2 separate regions of the Pan troglodytes genome follow, and region 2 is linked to region 1. The links are chromatin contacts, called in public Hi-C maps. All regions are on one chromosome and are shown on one strand. Each heading gives the region's core, a stretch centred on a gene start, on an enhancer-like site or on the middle of the called end of the contact. The rest is flanking DNA. Distances are from core to core; before and after follow the strand shown. Region 1 overlaps ATL1 (atlastin GTPase 1). Region 2 has its middle 14 kb from the start of ABHD12B.

What was found. A called contact is a pair of places that touch in the nucleus more often than the background predicts.
Region 2: a Hi-C map of stem cell-derived neural progenitor cells shows a contact between it and region 1, with 2.7 times the contacts expected there. The contact joins two enhancer-like sites. A contact is called at or near these places in 1 of 7 Hi-C or Micro-C datasets (stem cell-derived neural progenitor cells) and 1 of 1 datasets of contacts at active chromatin or transcription factors (stem cell-derived excitatory neurons).

What each region holds. Positions count from the first base shown.
Region 1 is chr15:48,572,843-48,580,564 of NHGRI_mPanTro3-v2.0_pri, reverse strand. It overlaps ATL1 (atlastin GTPase 1), which reads right to left. Exons shown (of 14, transcript XM_522849.8): 2 at 4,312-4,484. The coding sequence starts at 4,345. Among named protein-coding and RNA genes, the nearest start is that of ATL1, 28 kb to the right of the region's middle. Within about 2 kb of position 4,419, at least 21 of the 24 cell types and tissues checked have an H3K27ac peak or open chromatin away from gene starts, as enhancers often do. A contact at or near this core is called in stem cell-derived neural progenitor cells, where this site is marked.
Region 2 is chr15:48,871,857-48,879,509 of NHGRI_mPanTro3-v2.0_pri, reverse strand. No RefSeq gene overlaps it. Among named protein-coding and RNA genes, the nearest start is that of ABHD12B, 14 kb to the left of the region's middle. Within about 2 kb of position 2,414, at least 13 of the 24 cell types and tissues checked have an H3K27ac peak or open chromatin away from gene starts, as enhancers often do. A contact at or near this core is called in stem cell-derived neural progenitor cells, where this site is marked.

The DNA.
Region 1 (7,722 bases), core at 3,170-5,669:
CACTGCAACCTCCGCCTCCCGGGTTCAAGCGATTCTCCTGCCTCAGCCTCCCGAGTAGCTGGGATTACAAGTGCATGCCACCATACCCGGCTAATTTTTTGTATTTTTAGTAGAGACGGGGTTTCACCGTGTCAGCCAGGATGGTCTCCATCTCCTGACCTCGTGATCTGCCCGCCTTAGCTTCCCAAAGTGCTGGGATTACAGGCATGAGCCACCACGACCAGCCTAGTGCGAATACTATTTTTCTAAAGCAGTTTTGCACTATCTGTTTCTGTTACATTGTAGAAAACTCAAATTCCCAGGTGGTATCCCAAGTTTTTAAGCAACTTTGACAAAAACAAACAAACAAAGTATGCATTTCTGTTTTGTTTCTGGTAGCACTTAAGCTCTGACCAAGCAGTGCAAGACTGCTTTCTGGGCTACTGTTTCTGATACTTATCTGTCCCCTTTATTTTCCACATGAGCACATTCTTTGCCTACTTCTCTAGTCCAAGTGATCAAATTTATACAGCATTGATTTCTTATATCAGCTTAATCCTAGATAAGCTTGTTGTGGTACCTTTTGGCATACTATTCCTTGTCCTCATCGCATGGACTGTGGAAGCAAACAACTCTGAATTTGAATACTAGATCTATAACCTAGAAACTATGGTACCTCTGGCAAGTCATTTATGCTCTCTGAATCTCAGATCTCTTATACATTCAAATGATTAATAATAACAATGCCTATTTTGGAAGAATTGACTTTTATATGCTTAAATTTATTCAAACATCTTAAGAGTAGATTTAGGTACAGATGGTAGGATGCTCAGTTCTACTCAGACTCGCTTCCCAGTTTTATCTCTGGGTATGGTCTTCAAACATCGTCCTCAATTCTAGCAGTCAGCAGAGATGCTTTTCTGCTGTGTAGCTTTCATGGTCCCTGTAAGACCTACAGGTCTCTAGCTACTAAGATAAAAACACCTGTCATATGGTCCTTAGATTCCTTATCTAAATTTTAGCTCTCATGCTGATTTTGCAAATATCTTTCTTGCCCTTTTCTTGGAAATCACTGTATTTTCTCATTCTGGATTGTCTACCTTGATGCCTTTTTCTTTCTAACTTGTCTGAAAAATACTTACTTAGCTAGATAAGGTCAGTTCACTGTCTTCTTTTTTAAGCTCTCATAAGATTTTTCTCATGAGAGACCTCTGTCTACTACAAGGATCTGTTTTCTCTATTATCTTCACACCCCACCCCATTCTCTCCATGAAAACATTCCACAATATCATGTTATAGAAAATAAATTAGGAAAAAAACCCAGATTCTAATTTCAGTCCTTTTACTTACCAAATACATGACTTTCACCAAATCATTTAACTCACCTCTGAGTTAGTTTTTTTATCTGCAAAATAGTGATATGCCCTAAGACACATACTTGAGGTTGAAGATCAAATGCAATAATGCAGATGAATATGCATTGAAACTGTAGTTCTATAATATAATACAGAAGGTATTATCCATTCAACAAAGAGATAGAAGATAAAGGAATCTGAATTCAAACTGCCAGAGCAGGAATCCTGGGTCAATCATCTACTAGCTTTACCTTTTAATATGTAAAATGAGTATTACAGCACCTATTTCCTATGACATTAGCTTAATGATGTTGGCTACTATTGCTGTTACTAAATGCCTACTGTGTGTTAGGCATTCTATTAGATACTGGTAATAAAATGGAATTAAGACTGACAGGGCTAAAATCTGTGCCAAAACCTCTATCTCCTACTCCATCTACTACGTTTTCTAAGTCATTTATGTCATATGTACTTAACAGCAAAGAAAAATCTAAGTAGTAAAGCATTTCCACAGAACATCAAGATAAGAGTCCAGAATTCCACTCTTTCTTTTCTATAATAATTTCCAGTAAACACTATAGTGATTCTAGTATTTCTTTTCCTAATCCATCACTTGAGTTGAAACTTTCCTGATGACTTCTGGGTAAACTATCTGAGATGTTTCTATCAAATGTAAATAATCTAAGGTAGTATTTCTCAAAGTAACACCTAAAGACCATCTGCTTCCCAATCACCTAAAATGCTAATTAAAAGGCAGATTTCTAGGCCCTCTTTCAGATCTATTGATTCCAAAGCTCTGGCTGGAAGATGGGAGAGTCTGCATTTCCAATAAGTCCCTGTGTGATTTTTATGAAAACCGGATGTGAGAACCATGTTCCCAAGAGGAAAAAACTTCCACTACATAAGAAGTTTATAAGGCCGGGCACGGTGGCTCGCTCCTGTAATCCCAGCACTTTGGGAGGCCGAGGCGGGCGGATCACGAGGTCAGGAGATCTAAACCATCCTGGCTAACATGGTGAAACTCTGTCTCTACTAAAAATACAAAAAATTAGCCGGGCACGGTGGCAGGCGCCTGTAGTCCCAGCTGCTCGGGAGGTTGAGGCAGGAGAATGGCGTGAACCCGGGAGGTGGAGCTTGCAGTGAGCCCAGATGGCACCACTGCACTCCAGCCTAGGCGACAGAGCAAGACTCCATCTCAAAAAAAAAAAAAAAAAAAAAAAAAAAAAAAGTTTATAACCAAAGGAAATTCTGCACAATAATGATCCAAAGCTTCATAAAGGAGAAAAATTTTAATCCTCAGAATACATTTTCACATGCTTCTGTTAACAGGGTGGAGACAACAATTCATGGAGACTGAGACCAAAAGTGACTTGAATATACGCACCCTAATTGTGTGTGTTCAATAAATTCCTATTCTAGAGGCCAAGAGAACGGGTAGAAAGGGGATACACTGCAAATGCTTACTTAAATTTCAGAAGAAGGAAATAAAACTTATTGCAATAGTCAGGTAGGTCTGTTAAAACTGAAGTTTCATGATCTCAGAAAATGGAACCACTTTCTCTTAAACTCAGCTAAGTCATGACAGACCTCCCCGCTCCAACTCTCCATGCCTACCACAAACCTTGGATAATCTCCCAAATGTAAACCTTGTCTACCGTATCCTGTGACCATTAGAACAATCAGAGGCAAGGAGATACACGGTCTTTTGATTAAAGTAAACTGAAATAACCAATTAAAATTTACATTTGTGCCTCTCGCTCAAATAAACAGTTATAGAAGAGTTCTCACTGAGATGTGGAACAGAATCAAGCAGCTCTGAACTTTTCAAATAATAACAATTGTTATTTCCAAATAACAATTTCTAAATAACAAGCTGATGAACAAAATATTTATTTACCCACCAAGCCACAGTAGCCTGAGACATTCTCTGGTTCAGATAATAAAATAAATGCCTTAGAGGGCTTTCGTTCCTAAGATGCTGGTGAGTTTAGCACTGTGACTGCAAGAAATCGGGAACCTACGACAAAAAGACGCCCAGCCTGCCCACACTAACCGTCCAGAACTAGGTCTGGAGCAGCAAAGCGGGCGGGGCCGCGATTTCTCCCGCATCGCTGCGCCCGTTCTTCTCCGCCTGCGTGAGCACCGCCCACCCACTCGCGGTGTGAACATACTGGGTCTCGCCTCTCCTTTCCCCTCCCCTCGGCCTGGTGCTGAATCATGAGCCCAATGTCTCCAAAAGGTAAAATCAAAGAACAAAGCCACCCTTGGGGCTGGTCTGAATGGGGTACCACGTCGGGGTGGGGCAGAAGGCTGGAAACCACAACTTTGCTCTCCTTCTTCCCCAATTCCCCCACCCAACCCCCAAATTAAGAGGAGTACTGCAGTGCTCAGGAATTCCCAAGAGGGTGACCCTTCTCCCAGTTGCTCGGTCTGCTACCGTCCGTCCGGGACCCGGCGCGCTCCGCCTCATTGTTCCAGCGCGCCGCCCGCCGCCCGCCGCCGGGAGCCCGCGCCCTGCAGGGCCAGCGAGTTGGCGGCTCCCGGGGAGGGGGGTTGGGGCTTGGCCTGCTCTAGATCCCCGACCCCTCGCCCCTCTGGGGCCGAGTAACAACAGCCCCCTGCCCACCCCCATAGCCTTCCTCCCAACCGATCGCTAAGGCGGAACCCACAAGTCCCCGGAGGCGCCTGGTGGGTGCTGTCCAAATGCTGGGAGGAGGCGGGAGGGGGGTGGGGAAGAAGGAGCTGGAGGCCCGGCCTGCGCGAAGCTGCAGCCCTCACCCCGACAGCGCGATTCGGTGACGCGGGTACCGCTCGGCCATGGTTCCTCCGCCCAAACAGGGAGCAGCTCGGCTACGGCCCGTCTCCCAGCCGTGGACGCAGGCACCTAGCAGCCCTTGGCCCTCCCTGTCTCCAGAAGCAGAAAGTGGAGGGCCAGAAGACCCCGTGCAGGCTGCAGAAGTTCTCATTTGCTACTCACCCCAACTGTTTCTGTCCCTGCGGTTCTTGGCCATGGTGGTCCAGGAGCTGGTGGCGGTGAGGCGCTGTCACTGCGCTCGCTGCCTTCTCCGGGGCCGCAGGTTGCTGGCGGTGGGAGGCTCCGTGCCCGCGCTGGGCGCAGTTCGCTCAGACTCTGAGGATGTTGCTGTGGCGCTGGTGGGAAGGAGTGGGGAGGAAAAGGGAGGAGAAAGCAGATGAACCAAGCTCAGCATCACAAGCCCGAGTTCACACAGATACCAGCGTCACACCCTCCCTACCTCAGTCCACCCCCAGACCGTGAAGACAGTGATAGACCACGTACTGCAACATTTTCAACGGAAAACACAAACAAATAAACAGCACCCCCCTCGAACACACTCTCAAAGAATTTAACAGCGTTATCAGAAATACACAAACCGACATACTGCATGATTCTGGATGTTCAAATACCTGTTTCAAGCACGGTTATACATTAATACAAACAAGCTGGCAACATTTATATAGCCAAAGTAACTAAAATAATGTGCATTTATCTACGAGGCACCCATTTTTTTTTCCATTTTAAAAGCAAGGTCATGTTAGTAAAGAGGGTATCATGCATTTTTGTATATGTATACTGAGTAGTTTGTCTTAAAATTAGAATAGCAAAATTTATATCAAGAAGATCAAGATAAATGAAAGCTGTAGATTCATTACTATCTGTAACTCAATATCCACTGGGTAAAATTTCCCACTAGATTTGCAAAGATAAGGTCCAGACCTATAGTCCAATAGCAATTATTTGAGCTGAAATCATACTACATAGTCTGGGTATGGGTGGGCCCTGGCAGCCATAAAGGTTGCAGACAATTTTGAAAGGAAAAGAAAAAAAATAAAAATACTTTCAATCTTTCCCTTTTCACTGCTTTCTCTCTGCTACAAACTTAGTTGTTTTCAGTAACCTGGAAACTACCTCGACCTCAAGATACCATCATGCCGTCCCTTACAGTTTCCTTCTGCCATTTGGTTGTTACTCACACTCTCTACTGATCGGTTCTTAGGAGATCACTGCCAGCCTCTTAATTACCAGATCCATGATCTCTGCTAATTCCTCATGGTAAGCAACTCCTCACGCTACACTCTCTCAATGTAATTTACTATGATGGCTTCAGACAGGACCTCCATGCTGATGATTCCCAAATCTATACTTGTAGTCTTCTGCCCTCTAGAAGAGAGGACATTATACCAGAGGTGTGTTTATAACTGCCTAAGGTTATCCTCACGTTGTTTTCCTACTGACATTTGAACATCAACATATCTGAAAACAAACTCCCCCACCACTGCCAAATCTTATGCATTATATTTCAGTTACTGGTTCTAGTGACTGCAGAGCCGTGAACACTGTAACCAAGTTTACAACATGGTTTTAATGAGGTCTGTGCTCAACAGAGTTGAAATGACATTAATGAAACAACATAGGAAGACAGACATTATCTCATCCTTATACCTATAAACCAAGTTCATAGAACAAAAGAGAAGTGTGGTCTGCTTTTCTTCTTATATTCCTTTACTATCATTCTCAGCTTACATTCCAGCCTGAAAATCCCTTTCATATGAATCCCATTTTTAAGAGTACAATAGATTACACACAAAAAAGAAAAAATTTATATAATTCAACACCTATGCCCAATTGAAAAAGAAATTAATTTTTAAAAAACCTGTTGTGTTTATAATTAGTAAGTAATCTGCAGGTGAATACTTTGAGACTGTGTGAATCACAAAAAAATGCTTAAATAAATAGCTCTCTGTATGTGACTTTTTGTACTATTGGCCAATAACTTTTCATCCACTGATTTTAGCATCCATTGATCCTTGCCTGAATCAATTTCATATTAGTGATTTTTTAAATGGAGGCTTTAAAATCATTATCTGTTGTTTGTTTGTTTTCCAGACACAGTCTCCCTCTGTTGCCCAGGCCGGAGTGCAGTGGCGTGATCTCAGCTCACTACAACCTCCACCTCCCAGGTTCAAGCGATTCTCATGCCTCAGCCTCTCAAGTAGCTGGGATTACTGGCGGTCGCCAGCACGCCTGGCTGTTTTTGTATGTAGAGACGGGGTTTCTCCATGTTGCCCAGGCTGGTCTCAAACTCATGAGCTCAAGCGATCTGCCCACCTCAGCCTCTTGATGTCATGTCTTTTAAATTAAGTAGCTGGCATTCCCTCTCCCACTTTTCTATGTTGAGTCCCTCTATAAATTAATGGAAGCTTTTTAAAAAATTGTGTTATGCATCACCATTCTTTTTAATGCCTAAATTCCCCTAATTTGGCCGAGGGTCAGCTCGTGTGTCCTTTTAACATTGTCCCTTTTTGTCTTTGAGCAGTTCCCTGTATTCTGGTACAAGAAAATGTTTCAGTTTCCTTTGTATTTTCCCTGTCTTAGAACTAGAATAGCCATTTCTCCAAGATGCTCTGGCTCCTTTTAATGAGAAAAGGTGTTTAGAAACCAAGACGTGGGTGCTAGTTGTGCTCATTGCTGGGTGAAGATCACTGTTTCTAGACCCTTTCAGTGGACATTGCTAGAACGCATCTTTTAAATCATAAGTTTAATCTACTCTGAAGAAATACCTCAATAGTATGAAAATATAAACATACGTGGTTATGTATTACATTACTTTTTGTTATTGTAAAATGCTGGAAACAACCTGAATGCCCACATATAGATGAGTGGTTGAATACATTATAATACATATATGCAATAAAATGTTATGTAGGTGTGAAAAAGAATACAGAAGATCTTTATAAGCTAATACAGAGTGATTTCCAGAATACAATGTTAAATGAGGAGGAAAAAGTGCAAATAGTATACCATTCCTGGAAAAAGAAAAGGATATGAAAAAAGTATCCATTCATCTGTGAAAAATAAATACAGCAAGACTAAACCAGAAACCAATGAGATTGGTCACCTACGGGAGATGGGTGGGAATAGGGTAGAAATAATGGAAGAATGGGAAGAGGGTAGTAGGGATTAAGGGGACTGATATTTCTCTAAGTGTAATGCTTTTATATAACTCTGAGTCTTAGAACAGTAATGTTTCACATTCTCCAGAATAAGTTTTAAAATGCTTACTATGATGACTATAATCAAAAAGATAATAACAAGTGTTGGTGAGATGTGGAGAAATTGGCACCCTCATAAACTGCTGATGGAAATATAAAATGGTGCAGATACTTTGGGAAAAAGTCTAGCAGTTCCTCAAAAAGTTAAACATAGAATTGCCATATACATTAGCACTCCTAGATATACACCCTAAAGAAATTACAATATATGTCCACAAAAAAACTTGTACAGGAATATGCATAACAGCATTATTCATAATAGCCAAAAGGTGGGAACAATCCCAGTGCCAAATAACTAGTGAATGGATAAACAAAA
Region 2 (7,653 bases), core at 1,165-3,664, 300 kb before region 1:
TGTGCTGAACCTGGAATGTTACTAGAAACACAGGGAAGGCTTGGTCAGAGCAATGTCAATAGCCAAGAAATACTGAACTTGTATCTCATTTTGTGACCCATAACCTCTGCCTTACCTTGCAGAGTGGTAAAGCTGGTCTTAACCTAGTTCACAGGAACCTCACACAGGTGACTGAAAGAATTCCAAGACATGATGAACATTCTACCAAGTGCTCTTCTTACAGTAATATCAGCTGCCCATTCAGACCATGCCCTTCACAGCTTTCCTTTGGGAGTACACGGGGGTTGGATCTAACAGAATCTGCCCCCATAGGCCCTATGTGGGCACTGACTTTAACCAGACTTGTTTGATTGCTTTGGTAGGAGGTAAAGCCTCAGCCCTCTCTTCCAGAGCTGTTTTTGGATTGAACAGTGAAAGATCATTAAGATCCATAAATGGCATTCAGGTTTTAGTGGATGACTTTGGGAAGTCTCACTAAAGTATAGGAAAATTCTGGTGTGAGTATTGGGAACAAGTGGCCATTTCTTCCATACAGGTAATGTTGAAGAGGGTCTGTGTCCTTTCTGCATAAAGAAGCAGGCCCCCTGATCTATTCAGGATGGAAGGCACTTTCCAAATTGCCTCTAGAGCAGCATGATATTCTGTGTGGTCCCAGTTTTTATAAAGCAAAAAGTGACTCAGATAAACTACATAGATGAGCAAGAAATAGGAAAAATTGGTGCTCAGTAGAAATCACAGAGGCAGCCTAGTTTCACATCAAAACAGTGATCCAATCTGCTCACTACAGACAAAGGTACCAGGTGAACACAAGGAAGCTGCCCTTTGGTTAATGTTTGAGCCTTATGTTAGAAATTCTCTCACATCACAGACCCTTTGTGATTGAAAGCAAACTTTCAATCATCTTAAATATAGGGTTTTTATGTAATGTTATAAAATAAACTCTAATGCAGGTCAATAAGTAACTCATGTAGTTTCTCAGGAAGAGGATATCATTAGTAAGACTTACATCACTAATATAACCATAACCACTCCCTCTAAGAATTAAATTTATCCTTTCAGCAAAGGCTCAATGAATTGCAAAAAAAAAAAAAAAAGTAATCTAATGATATCTTCTCGAATGAAAGACTTGTTGAAAATTCACCTGGGTTATGCAGCTGTCACTAACAAGCTAAAACATTGCTTTCATTCTATACCGTTTGTTGTCATGGGAGCTAATAGGTTGCGGGCCGGGCGGGGCGGGGGTGGGACTTTTCTCCATTTATTAGCAAAGCATAAAATTGAGAACAAGCTCTGTGTTGTGATTTTTAGATCAGACACGCGGGGGCAGCAGTGAGCTGATGAGCAGCACAAACAATGGTGACACCTTGGAGCCAGAAAGTTTGAATCTAGAGATTGAGATGCCGGCTAGCTCTGTTTTAAAATTATTTACACCAAAAAGATACACATTTTTAAAACCTTTAAAATTAAATACTAGAGGAATTCCTTCTAGCAGATGTTTCCTGCTCCTCATTAGTGCTTAATTTTCTAATTTCCCTGATGTTTTTGCTTTTTCTATTGACATTTTTTTTTTCAATCCGTTGAGGAATTTATTCATTTTAAAGCTGAGAAACTTCCTCCTGACCAGCCGAGTTGAAACCCGGGGAGCACAGGCGGATATTCCCACCCCACAGGCTCAGAAAACGAGCTCTGTGCGGTGCAGAGAGTAAAAGAACTGCCTTTGTGGGGAGCCCACTTTGGCCTGGAGCTGACAACATCTTGAGAGCAAATCGGTTCCAAGGGCTCCTTTTTATAAAATGGGGAAACACAGCGGCACTCCTTCTTCCTTCCCAAAGACGGATGTGTTTCATCCCTGCCTATCTGGAGCTGCTGTTCTAGTATGGCACAGGCAGATCGCCCATCTCTGAAGAGCAAGATGGGCCTGTACCCGGTTTCACTTTCACTGCAGACCGGAGAGTCTGTACACAAATGTACCACAGCCGATCCATCTTTTTTTTTTTTTTTTTTTTGAGACGGATACTCGCTATGTCGCCCAGGCTGGAGTGCAGTGGCGCGGCCGATCCATCTTTAAACCCCCAGCTGAGGCGGCTTGTTTACTGAGGACAGCCTGGTCCACCTGAAGAGGCTGTTGGAGAATGACACCCCAAAGGCAGAAAGGGAGGGATTCCCCACGTGGCCCCAGAACAGCCTCACAAGGGCGGCCAGGACAGCCCCTCTTGCTGCGCCTGACAAGAGCCCCTTTGTCAGGCTGTCAGGCCGGGTTTTATTTTTAGACTCAGCCAGGGCTGCCTCCTGCCCAGAGCTTTCCCCTCGCACAGCTGTTGCCTCTGCTTTCCAAAGCCCTAGCCTACCGGTGCTGTGCTTCCCTTGGCCTTGGTGTGGCTTGACAAGTTGGAAGAATGATGGTGGCTTTAAAGAGAAGGGTTGGGGAGGGGTGAGCTCCCAGGCAGGCTCCTGGGCCCTTCCTGCTCAGCCCCGGGTAGGCTTGCTTCCCCCCATCCCAGCATGCACTTCCAGCCCAGGCATTTTAAAACCAAACAATCCAGCTCCCCCAGGATGGGCAGCCTCATTGCATTGGGTGGTTGGTTACCCCTCTGTCTGGGTGTGGGACACTACCTGGCAGTGACCTGTTGAGTAGCCAATGAGAAAGCTCAGAGCCAGGAGTCAAACTGCACAGCCACTCCTGAACCTCAGGCCCTCCCTGATCAAAAGAGTTCCTTGTATGTATTGTATTCTAGATAGCTTATTTCTTCCACTACAAAAGAAATGTTCATTTATTGTAGCATTTCCATCCAGCTCGACTCTCTAGACAAGTCTAGGCATAATTTTACGTTTCTGATGCCATACTGGATTTGTAACTTTGACCCTCCATATGTGTATTTAAAATCCACACTGAGACAGGGACTATCTCTGGGGACTAGGATCAGGGAAATAAGGCAGTTTCGCTTTTTATTTTCTACACTTTTGTATTGTTTAATCTTTTCCCAAGAAATGAATTTATTGTATTTATTTCTTTAATTTTGCATCTTTTATTTTTTTAAAGATGGGGGTCTCACTCTGTTGCCCAGGCTGAAGTGCAGTGGTGCAGTCATAGCTCTTTGTCACTTAGAATTCCTGGGCTCAACTGATCCTTCCACCTTGGCCTCCCCAGTAGCTGGGACTACAGGTGCAAGCCACCATGCCAGGATAGAAATGAATTATTTTGTAATGTAAAAAATAAAGGAAAGAGGACAGCTCTAACTAAAGTCAGGACTATTGCTATGTTGGACATACCTCAGCTGGGACTCGGCACAGCAAGTGGGTTTTCTCTGTTCTTAAAAATATACTTAAGTTGGGCCAGGCGCGGTGGCTCACACCTGTAATCCCAGCACTTTGGGAGGCCAAGGCAGGTGGATCATGAAGTCAGGAGATCGAGACCATCCTGAGTAACACAGTGAAACTAAAATACAAAAAATTAGCCGGGCGTGGTGGCACACACCTGTAGTCCCTGCTACTGAGGAGGCTGAGACAGGAGAATTGCATGAACCCAGGAGGCGGAGGTTGCAGTGAGCTGAGATCGTGCCACTGCACTCCAGCCTGGGCAACAAAGCGAGACTCCGTCTCCAAAATACTAAAATAAAAATAATATATACATATATATTTTATTTTTTTATATGTATATATATAAGTTCTTGCTCCCACTGCTGTGGTCCCTTTAGCTAAAAGAGTTTGAAATGGCTATAGTCCTTGGAGACCTATTTTTGAGGAGCAGGCTGAGAGCTTCCTTCCTCTGCCCAGCCCCCTTCTCCCATGACTTTTTTTTCCTCTCTTTTTCAGAAACCTGATGCTGTCAGGCCCAAGCATTGGCCAGGAAAGGACTCAGTACAGACAGGACCACTCAGAGAAACAGTAAGATAAGTCCACGTATTTACAATACTCTGAAAAGCAAATTGTCCAGAGAGAGGAAGAGAACTAGCTGTTCTTTATCTTCATTAGAACTTTTGTCCTTTGATTTAAATTCTCTCTCTAGATTCAGCCTCTGCTATGGTCTTAGTGTTTGTGTCTGCCCAAAATTCATATGCTGAAAGCCTAACCCCAGAGGTGATGGTATTAGAAGGTGATTAGGTCCCTCATGAATGGGGTTAGTGCCCTTATAAAAGAGGCAGGAGAAAGCTCGTTTGCCCCTTCCACCACGTGAGGACACAGAGAGAAGGCTCCATCTATGAGAAAGCAGGCCCTCACCAGGCACATCTGCCGGAACCTTGATCTTGGACTTCCCAATCTCCAAAACTGTGAGAAGTAAATTTCTGGCTCTAGGCAGCACCTGGGTTATGAATGAGGGTGCCACATTCCCTGCCTGGAGGACTACATGTTCAATGCAGGACACAGGTAAGTGATGAGCCTGTGGTGTTGGGCAGGTGGGCAATGAAGTCCAGAGCAGCCAGCCCAGCTCAGCCCAGCCCAGGTCAGAGAAGGTTCTCAGGATGGGGAGATGCCTGCAGCTTAAAGGACTCATTAGGTGAGCAGAGACCAAGAGAAAGGCTATTTCCCCAGGGAAACAGGATTTCATAGCAAGGCCCCTGTGCTGAGCTTTTCTATACATCACGGCCCTGCCCTGCATGGTTCTCAGGTGGTATATCACTGCATCCCCACAGCCCTGCACAGCCATTGCTCTCATCACTCCCATTCTGAAGCTGAGGTCCCTAAGGCACAGAGGAGCCGAGGGACGTTACCAAGGCCATCCAGTCAGTGACTGATGGAGCTGGGATTTGAACTAAGGCACGCTGGCTCTCAAGCCCCCACTTTTAAACCCTTGATCATCCTGCAGTTTGGATAACTCAAGAAAGGAGGGGTGGCTGGAACACAGAGTTGCAGGAGCTGGGTTGGAAAGGTGGACAGAAAGCCACACCACACTGAGGAGCCTGAATTTCATCCTGAAGACAGCCAGGAGGATGAAAACAGCCATGCACCCTGATCCAACCTGGGTTCTAAATAGGTCTGTGCCTTTGCAAGAAGGATTGGTGAGGCCAGGCGAGGACAGCAGTGTGGAGGCTGTTGTAGTCACCTAACGAAGAAGGCAGGCACTGGAGGTGGGTGGAGAGGGTGGCAAACCTGAGCTCCGTTGAGGAGTCAGGACTCCATCTAAATAGGATGTGGAGAGGGAGGCCTGATGCTCAGCTTCTGGCATAGATGAGTGGGTGGCAGCAGCTCCTCTCAGGTACGCAGGGAACACTGGAATAACAGCAGGCTTAGGAGAAAGGGGAGGACTCAGTTTGGGTGGCTGTGGTGAGTCCATGTGGAGATGGGACTCTAATTAGGTCAGTGGCAGGAGGAATGGAAAAGAGGAGGTGAGTGCCAGGGATCACTTTAAAACAGGTGTTTTTCACCTGGCCAGAGCTCAGGGGTCTGTACACTTGTGTAGGAAAAGCATTGTATCTTTATTTTCACTTCCCTCCTACTAAAGTTTATCATCTTCTTCAATTACTAATGTTAAGAAAATGACTATAGTAACGTTAGCAATATCTATGACTTTGTTGTCAATAGAATCACAGATTTTCCATACCGTATTTCCACCTCACATTTCAGTTGTTGCAGATATTTTCTTTTTTTCTTTCTTTCTTTTTTTTTTTGAGACAGAGTCTCGCTCTGTAACCTAGGCTGGAGTGCAGTGGCACGATCTCGGCTCACTGCAAGCTCCACCTCCCGGGTTCATGCCATTCTCCTGCCTCAGCCTCCCAAGTAGCTGGGACTACAGGCACCCGCCACCATGCCCGGCTAATTTTTTTTTTTTTTTTTTGTATTTTTAGTAGAGACGGGGTTTCACCATGTTAGCCAGGATGGTCTGGATCTCCTGACCTCGTGATCCGCCCGCCTAGGCCTCCCAAAGTGCTGGGATTATAGGCATGAGCCACTGTGCCCGGCTGTTGCAGATATTTTCAAATATCATTTATGTTCATCACTACTTAAAAATGATGTTATGCCAGGTGTGGCAGCTCACACCTGTAACCCCAGCACTTTGGGAGGCCAAGGCAGGAGGATTACTTGAGCCCAAGAGCTCAAGACCAGCCTGGGCAACACAGCAAGATGATGCCTGTAGTCCCAGCTTGCAACTTCACACACAGACCTTCTTGCTACTTGTAGAAATGCTGTAATTCTATCTCACGTGATTCCCATTAAGAAAGAAAAAATGTGTCTTAGCTCAGGCTGCTATAGCAAAATACCATACACTAGGTGGCTTAAACAACAGAAGTTTATTTCCCACAGTTCTAAAGGCTGAAAGTTCAAGATCAGGGTGGAGTTTTGGTCAGGGCTCCCTACCTGGCTTGTAGACAGGTACCTTCTTGCTTATATATTCACGTGGAGGGGAGAGAGAGAGGAGGCTGTCCGATTTTCCATATGAGGACCCAACTCTCATGGCCTCCTCTAAACGAAGTCACCTCCCAAAGGCCCTGTCTCCAAATACCATCACACTGGGGGTTAGGGCTTCAACATACGAAGCGGGGGTTGGGGGAGAGCACAAACATTTAGCCCATAACCATGCATTTATAATCATAAATGCTGCATTCTCTAATATGTTCCTGAGAGGGAAAGACTTCTGTTTCGACTGTGCCCTGAGAACCAAATCCTCCTATTACAATTTTATTTTATTTTTATTATGTATTATTTTTGGGGTTTTTTGTTTGTTCGTTTGTTTTTGTAGGCATCTCACTCTGTCACTCAGCCTGTAGGGCAGTGGCACAATAATGGCTCACTGCATCCTCAAACTTGGGCTCAGGCAGTCCTCCCACGTCAGCCTCCTGAGTAGCTGAAACTGTAGGTGCAGGCCACCATGCCTGGCTAATTTTTTAATGCTTTTGTAGAGACAGGGTCTCACTGTGTTGCTCAGGCTGGTCTTGAATTCCTGGCCTCAAGCAATCCACCTGCCTTGGCCTCCCAAAGTGCTGGGATTACAGGAGCAAGCCACCATGCCCCGCCCACTTACAATTTTATATGCCAGAGAATTATCAGAATTTTCCAGAGACTAACTTCTCGCTCTGCACATTTTGAGCCTGGTTTTCCTCTCTACCCACATTCCTCTGCTGCGAGGCTCTGTGGGACACATTAGCATCACCGTGTCCTGCCCTGCAGCACAGTGGACCCCAGAGTCCTAGGAGCTGCTTCCACACAAGCATGACCAGCTGTAACCGAAATCGGCAGGGAAGTGAACAAACCACATGGACATTCCCACACTAAACCCAAACTAAGTGTGTCTCCAACTCAACTTCCTGTTAGCTGGATCCCCAAATGCCCATGGCCACCTCAATGCCACTAACATAAGGAAACAGATGGCATCTTAACCAGTTGTGGTTAAAATATCTTACTTTTGCAAACTTGACTAAAGCACCGCATGAACACAGTGTGAGGGCCCCTCTCAGACACCTGGAAGGGGCCTGGCACGTGAGGACTCTATCTTCACAGTGAATCCACCTCTGCCTCTAGGACATCAGTTATGGATGTGCTGGCCACAGTGAAACCACTGCTTAAAATGAGGTAGCTGACAGTTACATAGCACCTACAAAGGGAAACGCTTTGTATGTTATTAAGTTATTTAATCCTTATAACAACCCTAAGATGTTGGTGTTATGATAATCATCATTTTATAGATAGAGAAGGCCAGCTAACTTGCCCAGGGTCACA